2 separate regions of the Pan troglodytes genome follow, and region 1 is linked to region 2. The links are chromatin contacts, called in public Hi-C maps. All regions are on one chromosome and are shown on one strand. Each heading gives the region's core, a stretch centred on a gene start, on an enhancer-like site or on the middle of the called end of the contact. The rest is flanking DNA. Distances are from core to core; before and after follow the strand shown. Region 1 has its middle 13 kb from the start of LRRC8D. Region 2 holds the start of ZNF326 (zinc finger protein 326).

Region 1 (5,079 bases), core at 1,763-4,262, 190 kb before region 2:
TGACATAGGTAGTCTGTGAACCTCATCTTGGCAAAATACTTGTTGCATTCTTCTAATGATATGATTTGCCATTTGTTACTACTACTTGAAACATTTTCTCAAGCTGCCACACTTCTATACATTTTGTTTCTGAAGGGTGGAAGCTCTTAGAGGGCAGAGACCTCATTTTCTGTTCTTTCCTATTCCTCCCTTTCATAGCCATCAGATCCCCATTGTGTTGGCAGTTCCCAGGCACTTCTCTTCACCTACACCATAACTCTCTCCCCATGCCCTTTACCTGTGTAGCTCCCACCCCACTTCATGGCTCAGTCTGGATGGCTCCAAGTGATCTTATTGCTCAAGTCCAGGAATGCACTGCTGCTACATGTTCCCAAGGCACCCTCCACCTCTCCCACCAGGGCATGACACACGATGCACACGTCTTTGCCTTCCCTTAGAAACTTTATTCCAACCTCACCCACTAGATACTTGCTGTACCCTCTTTGTGAGGACAGGACCTTTGGTTTTCTTATCCCAACTCTAGGAACAGAGTTCCTAGACATTATCTTATCCCAACTCTAGGAACAGAGTTCCTAGACATTATCTTATCCCAACTCTAGGAACAGAGTTCCTAGACATTATCTTATCCCAACTCTAGGAACAGAGCCTGATATTGGATAAGCCCTTAATGATTGTTTACAGATAAGTGAATGAACAAACTGAGAAGAATGATTAAAAAGAGAGAAATACAGGAGAAGAAACACTTTAAAAATTACCTTATTTCATAAAGGGCATGTGAAGTGTGGGGACAATGCCTTTGGGGTCAGAATGGGGCACCCAGGGATGGCCAAGGGGAGCTGAGGAGCCCTGTTTACTTCACTAACTTCGTTTTTCCTGTGAATCTAATACAGCTCGACTTAATACATATTTACTGGGATTCTTTGATGTGAAAGCCACTACGCTGGACACTGGGGAGTCAAAAATGTATTAAGACACAGTCCCTGAACTTGAGGGTATGATAATTTAAAGTGAAACCACTTTGTGATCTATATGCCAGTGTGTTTAACTATTAATAGGAAACAAGAGATGACACTATTCTGCTCTGAGGACAGTTCAAATGATTCTGGGTCTTATAATTGCTACATGATATAAGGTGAGTCTTAAGAAGCAATGAAGCACAACGGAGAAAAAAAAGCCAGGCTTTAAAGACCCACAAACCCATGTTTAATACTGTAGCTCCCTCCTCTTACTAGTTATGCTACCAGCAGCCTGGGCTGCCTGTGTAACGTAGGTCTAATAATAATAACACCACTTCTGGCACATATTAGCAGTGGTAAGCATGATTTAGCACTGTGCCAGGCACTCTGCTAAGCACTTTCCATGCGTTATCATATTTAATCCTCTCAGCTATGTAAGTGCCACTTTTATTCACATTTTATTACTGAGGAAACTGGCTGTCATAGACTGAAGGTTTGTGAACCCCCAAAATTCGTATGTTGAAGCTCTAACCCCTGCTGTGGCTGTATTTGCAGATGGGACCTCAAAGGACATATTTAAGGTTAAATGAGGTCATAAGAGTGGGGCCCTGAACAAATAGGTTTAGTGTCCTTATTAGAAGAGATACCAGAAGGCCAGGCACAGTGGCACACACCTATAATCCCAGCACTTTGGGAGGCTGAGGTGGGAGGATCACCTGAGCCCAGGAGTTTGAGACCAGCCTGGACACTATAGTGAGACCTCGTCTCTACAAAAAATTTAAAAATTAGTTGGGTGTGATGGTGCAACTGTAGTCCCACCTACTCGAGAGGCTGGGGTGGGAGGATTGCTTGAGCCTGGGAGAAGAGATTGCAGAGTCATGATTGTGCCACTGCACTCCAATCTGGGAGACAGGGCAAGACCCTGTCTCAAAAACAATAAAAGAGACCCAGGGAAAACTCTCTCTCTTCAACCCCTCCCCTCCAAGAAAGAAAATGTGAGGTTTTTGCACCAAAGAAAGGCCTCATGAAGACACAGTGGGAAGGCAGCCAGGTGCAACTTAAAGACAGACCGCTCACCAGACACCCAGACACCAACCCTGCTGACATCTTGGTCTTAGACTTCCAGTCTTCAGAACTATGAGAAAATAAATTTCTGTTGTTTAAACCACCCTGTTTATGGTATCCTGTTATGGCAGCCCGAGTTGACTAATACAGCTCAGAGAGGTTAAGTAATTTGCCTAAAGTGACCCAGATATCAAATAGTACAGTCAGTATTTGAACCTGAACCTGGCTGATTAATAAATTAGATAGTGTAGGTAAAATTCCTGCATGGTGCTGGCAAATAATAATCCCTTAATAAATGGTTTATAATATTCATATTGCACTCCAGAAGTCAGGCCCACAGAATTATTGCTGTTAGTTAGGGTGAGTTACTAGGAGGACGGCTCAGCAAGAGAGCAAGGAGGGCTAGGCTCCAGAGCCTGTGGCATGAGCCAGACACAAGAAAAGAGACACCTCAGCCACCACCAGTGCTTGTGCAACTCCTCCTGCACTGAGCTTCCTTGGACTCAGGAGCTATCACCAAGATCTGTGGAACCCTAACATCATAGGGTTACAAAGGCCTCACAGGTCACCCAGGTCCACAATCTGGTGCCTGCATACCCCTACCACATCTCTGCCAAGTGACAGCTACTGCTTTAATCTCTCATCTGATGGCCTCTCAGTATGGTTCTCAGGCAGGGAAGGCGGGGGATAGAGCCCAAGTCCCAGAAGTCATCCCTGGATGACACTTTCAAGATCTTCTAAGTCAACCCCATGTGTTCCACATGGCCTGCTTGGAGGAGGAATAGCAGGGACTTAACCTAGGGAGAGGCTGGAGATTTTCCCTCCCTCCTATAGAATGAGTCATTCCTTCCCAACCCACTTTTCTCATTGTCCTTCCAGGAGGCAGTGAAATGTTTCACATATTTGGAAATCCAAATCAACACTGATGCAAACGAAAGGGCCCCTAAGTCATTGGGAACCGGTGTGGTCGGCATCACCACGGAGACCTGGGAGGCGGTTGTCAGAGGACAGCTGGCTCAGATGTCAGAGATGCACAAACTTGCATATGCTCAGTCCACAAGCAACACCCCCGCAGCTGGCATCTAAACCCTTGGTAAAGCTCTTGGCTACAGAGTGCTCGTTGATGACTACATTTCATCTCCAAGGCTCTCCTTGACTTTCCTTTCACTGATACAAGGTAATGCAGCTTGAAGCCTCCTACTTTAGCTTTCAGCACAGGGGGTCATTAGTGAGATGTAATGCTGTATTCACATGCTGGTTACCTGTTTGTCTTGTCTTCTCTTTTCTGACAACACACAGCAGGCAAGGCCTTATCATCCTTTGATGAGTAAGGACAGCTATCTTCTTCAAAGGGCTGGAGTCTCAAAATGAGATGGTCCTTTAGATTTTTCGGTCCCAACTCTTTCATGAAATTGTACCAAGATCCTGATTTCCTAAGCAGACATGGGTCAGGAACTTCGTTATTGCCCTTTAATAGATTATATGTTAGTAGGTGCTTGATAAAATCCATATTGAACAGGACCTGAATGTGAGTCCATCCTTGGAGCCACTGCTCTGCCCCTGAAGCTTTCTCTGTCCTAGCCCTTCAGCTTTCCCTTCCTGCTGGAGTTCTGCCACTCCTGCAGGGCTATGAAATTCAATTGTGAAAACATCTCTCCAGACCTCTTCATCAGTTCTTCCTAACAACTCTAAGCCTCTAATACTTGTGCTTAGACTATTTTTAACTTTTCCTTTCTTTTAAAAAATTACGCCAGAGGAGCTTAATGAGCCCTACTTAACTTTTCGTAGAAAAAGAAAATTTGCAGACATTAACCAATAAGTGCGACCGAACACCATGGTTAGCTGGCACGCCTCTGAAAACCTGCCTTCTCCCTGTGCAATACAATAGTTTATTTTTGGACAGCAGCCTCCACACAACATCATGAACACACAACACTGGGGTTTATAATGAACTTAAAAGAAAGTGAAGATTTATGTGAGAGGTTTAGGGGAGGAACTCAGGGTTGCAGAGGGCAGGGTGTGGGAAGGAGGGACGAGTTCCTGGGCAATGAGAAGTCCTGGCTGCCCAAAGCTGCTTCCAGCATGTTGCACCTCCAGATTCTTTATCTTTGCTTTGAATCAGCCAGGAGTATGAATGATATGAAGCAAGTGGGAGAAAATAAGCAAGATTTCAGATTTTTGTTCATTATCATGTAAAACTAACACACACATAGACACGCATACACCACCACCACCACCACGAAAACCAGCAACTAGCCAAACAAAAAAGAGCTTGAGCTCTTACAAAGAATAAAGCACTGTGGCAATAAACATTTTCATCATTCCTCCATCCAAACTCAAGAGTCCCTTTGGGTCAAAGTTGATTCTAAGGAAAGGTTCTCAGCTGTCCTGCAAGGCAAGAGGTCCAAGTCACAAATTACAGGACTGCCCCCATTCGTGTCATAGCAGTTAGGACATGACCATTTGCCCTCTGGATTTTAGCTGAAGTATCATGGAAGTCTTTCCAGGCATGAAAGTAAAGCCCTATTCTTAATAGTGCTCGTACCTAACCGTGCTGGTTGTTCCAAAGTCGCCTGATTACTTTCCCTATTATCACCATGACCTTCTAAATTGGGGCTCAGCCATGCCTTTACCTAATGGGGTTACAATAAACCGTCTCTGACCTGGGGTTTGTGAACGCAGTGTGAGGCATGCAAACACAGCCTTATTTAAGTGCTACTGGTGTGTCTAAGGTCTGGGGACCAGAGAGGGAGGAAGTTAGACTTCAGCAGAGGAAGACCTTCCTCTCTGGATAATTAGCCCATTCTCTCTGAACAGTGTTAGTGTTATAATGTACCATTCTTTAGAATTTTTCTTTAGAATCCATATTATTTCAAGCATTCCATGATAACTCAGAAGATAAAAGTGCTTGCTCAAAGCAGGACAAAGTACTGTCTGGCTGTGTTGGCTAAAAGAAAAGATTTTTAAGATGCTAAGAAATAAAGGAGAAATTTGTACATGACAGGAATAATTTTTAAGTTTATTACCATAACAAATTACTTGTGATCAAAATGAGTGT
Region 2 (5,021 bases), core at 258-2,757:
GGGGGATGACCGGCCAGTAATTAGGCTGCTTTGGATCACAGTGCTTGTCAAAGCTCAGCTGCACGGTAGCCTCCATGGCCTGGATCTTGGCGGCGCTGTCCCAGTACAAACGCTTCATTTCGGCCTGGCGCCGCTCAACAGGCCTCTCAGCTGGGGCCTCTACCGACCGGCGGGTGTTGCAGTACAGGTCGTGGTCAGCGTTCACGTAGCTGTCCAGGCGCTCCGCATCCAGCTGTTGCCGCCGCAGTAGTTCTTCTCTGTACTTCTCTGTCTCTGCAAAGTACTGGCGGAGCTCTTCGGTGATTGCCATATTGCTCAGGTCACATGCTACCTCTGCATCTGACTCGGTCTCCATCTCTTCCTCCTTGGATAAAGCTTGGTCTTCTCTTGTGGATGCCTGGATCCTACTGCTGCCATGTGGATGTTGCCCAGACCCTCTGAAATGTGAAGAACTGCAGGGGGAGTCCTGCTAGGCCACATGATGGTCATAGAAGGACTGAGGATACACAACCTGGTTATCGTAAGAGCTTTGGGGAAGAAGCGCAGGAAGGAAGAACCATGGAAGACTGAAACAGGATTCCGCCGCCTTCCTGTAGGCATTGTGGTGGCTTTGCATCCAAGCCATTGCTTGATGATAATGTTGCCAGTATCTTGCATATACTGGATGAGAATACCAAGGCCTGGTAGCTTTTGATGTTGATGCCTTCACCACTGCCATCTCCGATTGTGAAAATCCAAATGGGTGCCGAAACTTGTGGGCGCGCAGCTTGCAGATCCTGGGCAGTGGCCAAGCAGGCCATGTTTTAGAATTCTTTCCAGGCGGGTCGCGTTGGCTCACGCCTGTGATCCTAACACTTTGGGAGGCGGAGACGGGGCTGGGGGTGGGGGGATCGCTTGAGTCCAGGAGTTGGAGACCTGCTTGGGCAACATGGCAAAACCCCCATCTCTATAAAAATAATTTTAAAAATTTTTAAAAGAATTATTATTTCCATTTTATTTCAGTGCTTTTTCTTTTAAGAAAATTTATTGACATAGCGATAATCAGACTCCATACGCAATTTTGTATCTTGCTTTTCAAATTTGCCACAGGCTTCTAGAAACGTCCCAGACTTCTGTGTCTCCATGGAGGAAACCCCGTAAGTACTTACAAATGTTATGATTAGTCATCCCTAGCCAATACTAAGCAAAAGGTAGGCATGCGGTTTTATTAGTTTGGGCAGGAAGAAGGCATTCCAACCGGCTTCTTTCGCTCTTGCCAGGTTCAAACATGGCGGGCCGCAGCCGGCCCTTCCCGTACACTCGGCTTGCTTTCCCACAACCCCCGCCAATCTTTAGCGCTCCTTTTTCACCTTCCTTCCCCCTCAGCGGCTCCAGAGGGTCAGCACCTCCGAGCGTGACAGCGGACCTGCTTCCCGCCCCCCACGCGAGGGCCCGCCCACCAGCCCACGTCAGCCAATAGCAGGCCGCGCCGATGGGGCTGGTAGCGCCGGTCGGCCCCGCCTCCCCAGCCTCGCTGTGGCCTGCGGCTCCCGGGCTGGTAGCGCGCCGCTCTCGGTCGCGCGGACTGATCGTGTGGAATCGCGGATCGCGGACGCTCGCCGCCGGCCATAGCTCAGCCTAGCGCCGCCAAGGCCGACGGCCCCCAGCCTCTGCCATGGACTTCGAGGACGGTAAGCGCTGCCTCTGGCTGGTCGGCGCAGCTGGCAAGAGGCGGGGTGGCCTACGCAGGGGGTCTGTTTACCGTCTCAAGATGGCCGTGTGGGCTTTGTTCTGCGGGCCCGGAGGCCGCCCGCCCGCCCCGGGCCCAGCGCCCGGAGTCGGCCTCTTTGGGGACCCACGCGCCCCGATTCGGCCCGCTCGGCGCCCGCTGCCGGCGGAGACAAGAGAACTCGGTGTCCGGTAGGACGCGCCTAGAGCGCGAGAGCCTCCGGGCTGGAGCCCCAGACTCGCCTTGGCCCCTGGTAGTGGAAATTGCCCCGACGTCTCCAACTTCCCGGTCTCGGGCAAACGGGCGAGTGCGGCCTCACCCACCTAGTCTCGCATTCGCCCCACAGGGCAGCGACCCAGACCGTCCGTTTAGTTAATCCTCAGCCTCGGGTTACTTCTTGCCAGATAGAATTTTCAGAGGCTTGTTCACAGTGATGTTTCTGTTTGTCCCGGTTTAAGATGAGTTGAAAGGGTGTCCTTAAGTGATATGTATAGATAAATATCTATGCAAAATGGAAAGCAAGATGTTTCCTGGTTAGTAAACTGGGGTGTTTATCACCAAAAATTACCTGCTTATTAATCCCTAACTTGAAATATTTATGTGAACCAAAGCACTTTTCTTTGGATCGTGTGTAGATAGGATTTAAGTTAATCAGAATTTTGGCACAGCAAGCATCAAATGTCCTTCACATTTAGACCTGTACACAGCCTTGTAAGTGTTTGACTTACGGATTAAATAAACTGTATTTTAGCAATACTTTTCAGTTGTCTCAGATACTAATTCTTTAAACCACTTTTACAGGGTCACAAAGTAATATTAATTTGGTCTTCACTTTTGTTTTTAAACCTTGCTTGGAATTGGTGTCAGGATAAAGTGGTATGTAGTGACAACATTAGGGAGACATGGGAAAGGACTTACGTGATTAAACTGGATTTAATCCTGAGTAACCAGGCATGCTTAAGTAAAACCAGTTCACTAAGTAGGCTGTAAACCTTTAACCCCACCAAAAAAATGATCTTTAAATGAGGTGTGATCTCAGCATATGTCTTACTCGATGAGCTTTTGATTTTTCATAACATTTCATGCAACAAAGAATTAAAGCTTTCATATCTAGGTACAGATTTGTGAAAGGGGACTGGAATAGCCCTCTTGTAGATACTTTTCAGTTACTTTGAAATAGTTCAGCTCTTAAGAGTAGCACACTCTCGTGGTTTTGTTTGTTTTGGTTGGACTTTAACTCATTTTGATGTAGATACCTTTAAACTATGAATATTTGGGCTGGGCACGATGGCTCACACCTGTAATCTCAGCACTTTGGGAGGCGGAGGCAGAAGAATCCCTTGAACCCGGGAGGCGAAGGTTGCAGTGAGCCGAGATCGTGCCATTGCACTCTAGCCTGGGCAACAAGAGCCAAACTTCGTCTGAAAAAAAAACCAAAAAACAAAAAACCAACAACAAAACAAAAAACTATGAATATTTGAAGTGGCCAGAGTTGGGAGTGAAAATAAAAAATATATTATTGTATTTTCATGCTGTAGTTTGATGATAATGCCAACACCCAAGGTATAGCAGAGGCTAACAAAGTGGAGGTGGGGCAGTAGAAACAGTTCTTTCTACTGCCCCACCCAAGGCAATAAGGGAATCCATTTCTATGGAGAATTGAAAAACAATAATAAAATGTAGTATGTCTGCTTTCTATTATTGACATATGCCAGAATTCTAAACAGTGTCAGTGATAGAAATTCTAAACAATATTAGTCATGAAATACGCCCTGTCTCACTGCCCAAATATACCACTGCTGTATTTGGAAGATGGAGTTTGACTAACACCATATATGAATCTATTCCTGTATAGTGTAGCAGGATTCTGTTGTATCCAGATGACCACTATGTTAAATTCTGTTCTTTCAGTATATATTTGTAAAATTAACTAAAGAATTTAACAGTTGTTAAATTAGTTTTGATGAGGAAATTGGCAATATGGTTTTCAGTGATGACACATTCTGGATGAATATAGAACACAGTCATATATGTATATGCATATGCATGTCTCAGATAAGATCTTGAAATCTTTTTTTTTTTGAGACAGAGTCTCGTTCTGTCGCCCAGGCTGGAGTGCAGTGGTGCAATCTTGGCTCACTGCAGCCTCTGCCTCCTGGATTCAAGTGATTCTTCTGCCTCAGCCTCCCTAGTAGCTGGGACTACAGGCACGCACCACCAGGCCTGGCTAATTTTTATATTTCCAGTAGAGAAAGGGTTTCACCATATTGGATGGGCTGGTCTCGAACTCCTGACCTCGTGACCCGCCCACCTCACCTTCCCAAAGTGCTGGGATTACAGGCGTGAGCCACCGTGCCCGGCCAAGATCTTGAAATCTTTAAAGAGCAAATTAAATGGTAAAAGAAATTAACTTAGCAAAAATTTCATGTTACGTACAATTCTCAGATGTCTTTGCTTTTGCATTATTTGATACATAATTTAATCTATCTGCCTTTGTGTTACTTGGTACAAATCAGTGCTGAATCCCCTCTTTTGGCTGTTATTATGTATCAGGTGTTGTAAACTAATGTTTACCATAATTTGGATAATAAACCTACCATTTGGGGAGATAGTGAAGAAAAAAGAGATACATTTTCTGGAATGGAGTATTGGTAATTATTTGTTTTAATTATTCTCAGTTTTGCAGATAATTGGGTTAATGTCATTTTAAAAATTGTGCTTGTTTTTTACTGGATCGGCATATAATTTTGAATTATTGCTAATATCACACTAATTCCTTTTTGTTAAATGTGTCTTCATAGATTACACACACTCTGCCTGCAGGAATACTTATCAGGGCTTTAATGGTAAGTATCCTCTTTCAGCTTTTCTCTTCATGCGCATAAAAATATAGTATCAATGTAAAAGGCCAGTTCTACCTATTTCAGTCCTTGTTTTGGTTCTTGATATATCATTTATGTGTTAATATTGTCTTACTATATATAGTATTTGAATTGGGGAATGTGCTATCAGAAAATGTTAGGGGTTATTCACATTAGTTTGATTTTTTTTTTTTGGTCCATTTTGTTTGAATTATGATTGTTTTAATGTGTTCCAAAGGGCCTAACTACATTCTGAGTGATGAATCACAAGACACTGGCTGAGTTATTTTGGTTGAATTAGAGGCTTTGGTATTGAGTAATGTAGACTAAGTGGATTATTGGCTTGGTTCTATATAGCTTGTATTGTAATGCATTTTGACCTTGTTTTTGAGGTCATTTTCTTCAGTGTGTCCAAATGTGTTAGTATATAAAGAGCTGTCTAGAGGAGCACA

The links. A called contact is a pair of places that touch in the nucleus more often than the background predicts.
Region 1: a contact with region 2 is called in a Hi-C map of stem cell-derived neural progenitor cells, with 3 times the contacts expected there. The contact joins the enhancer-like site here to the promoter of ZNF326 in region 2. A contact is called at or near these places in 4 of 7 Hi-C or Micro-C datasets (blood, induced pluripotent stem cells, a lymphoblastoid cell line and 1 more), 1 of 1 datasets of contacts at active chromatin or transcription factors (stem cell-derived excitatory neurons) and 1 of 1 other capture datasets (stem cell-derived neural stem cells).

What each region holds. Positions count from the first base shown.
Region 1 is chr1:141,358,099-141,363,177 of NHGRI_mPanTro3-v2.0_pri, reverse strand. No RefSeq gene overlaps it. Among named protein-coding and RNA genes, the nearest start is that of LRRC8D, 13 kb to the right of the region's middle. Within about 2 kb of position 3,012, at least 3 of the 24 cell types and tissues checked have an H3K27ac peak or open chromatin away from gene starts, as enhancers often do. A contact at or near this core is called in stem cell-derived neural progenitor cells and stem cell-derived neural stem cells, where this site is marked.
Region 2 is chr1:141,169,959-141,174,979 of NHGRI_mPanTro3-v2.0_pri, reverse strand. ZNF326 (zinc finger protein 326) reads left to right here and starts at 1,507. Exons shown (of 12, transcript XM_513552.9): 1 at 1,507-1,670; 2 at 4,510-4,554. The coding sequence starts at 1,655. It overlaps LOC738896 (gem-associated protein 8-like), which reads right to left and starts at 1,492. Exons shown (of 1, transcript XM_054684838.2): 1 at 1-1,492. The coding sequence starts at 355.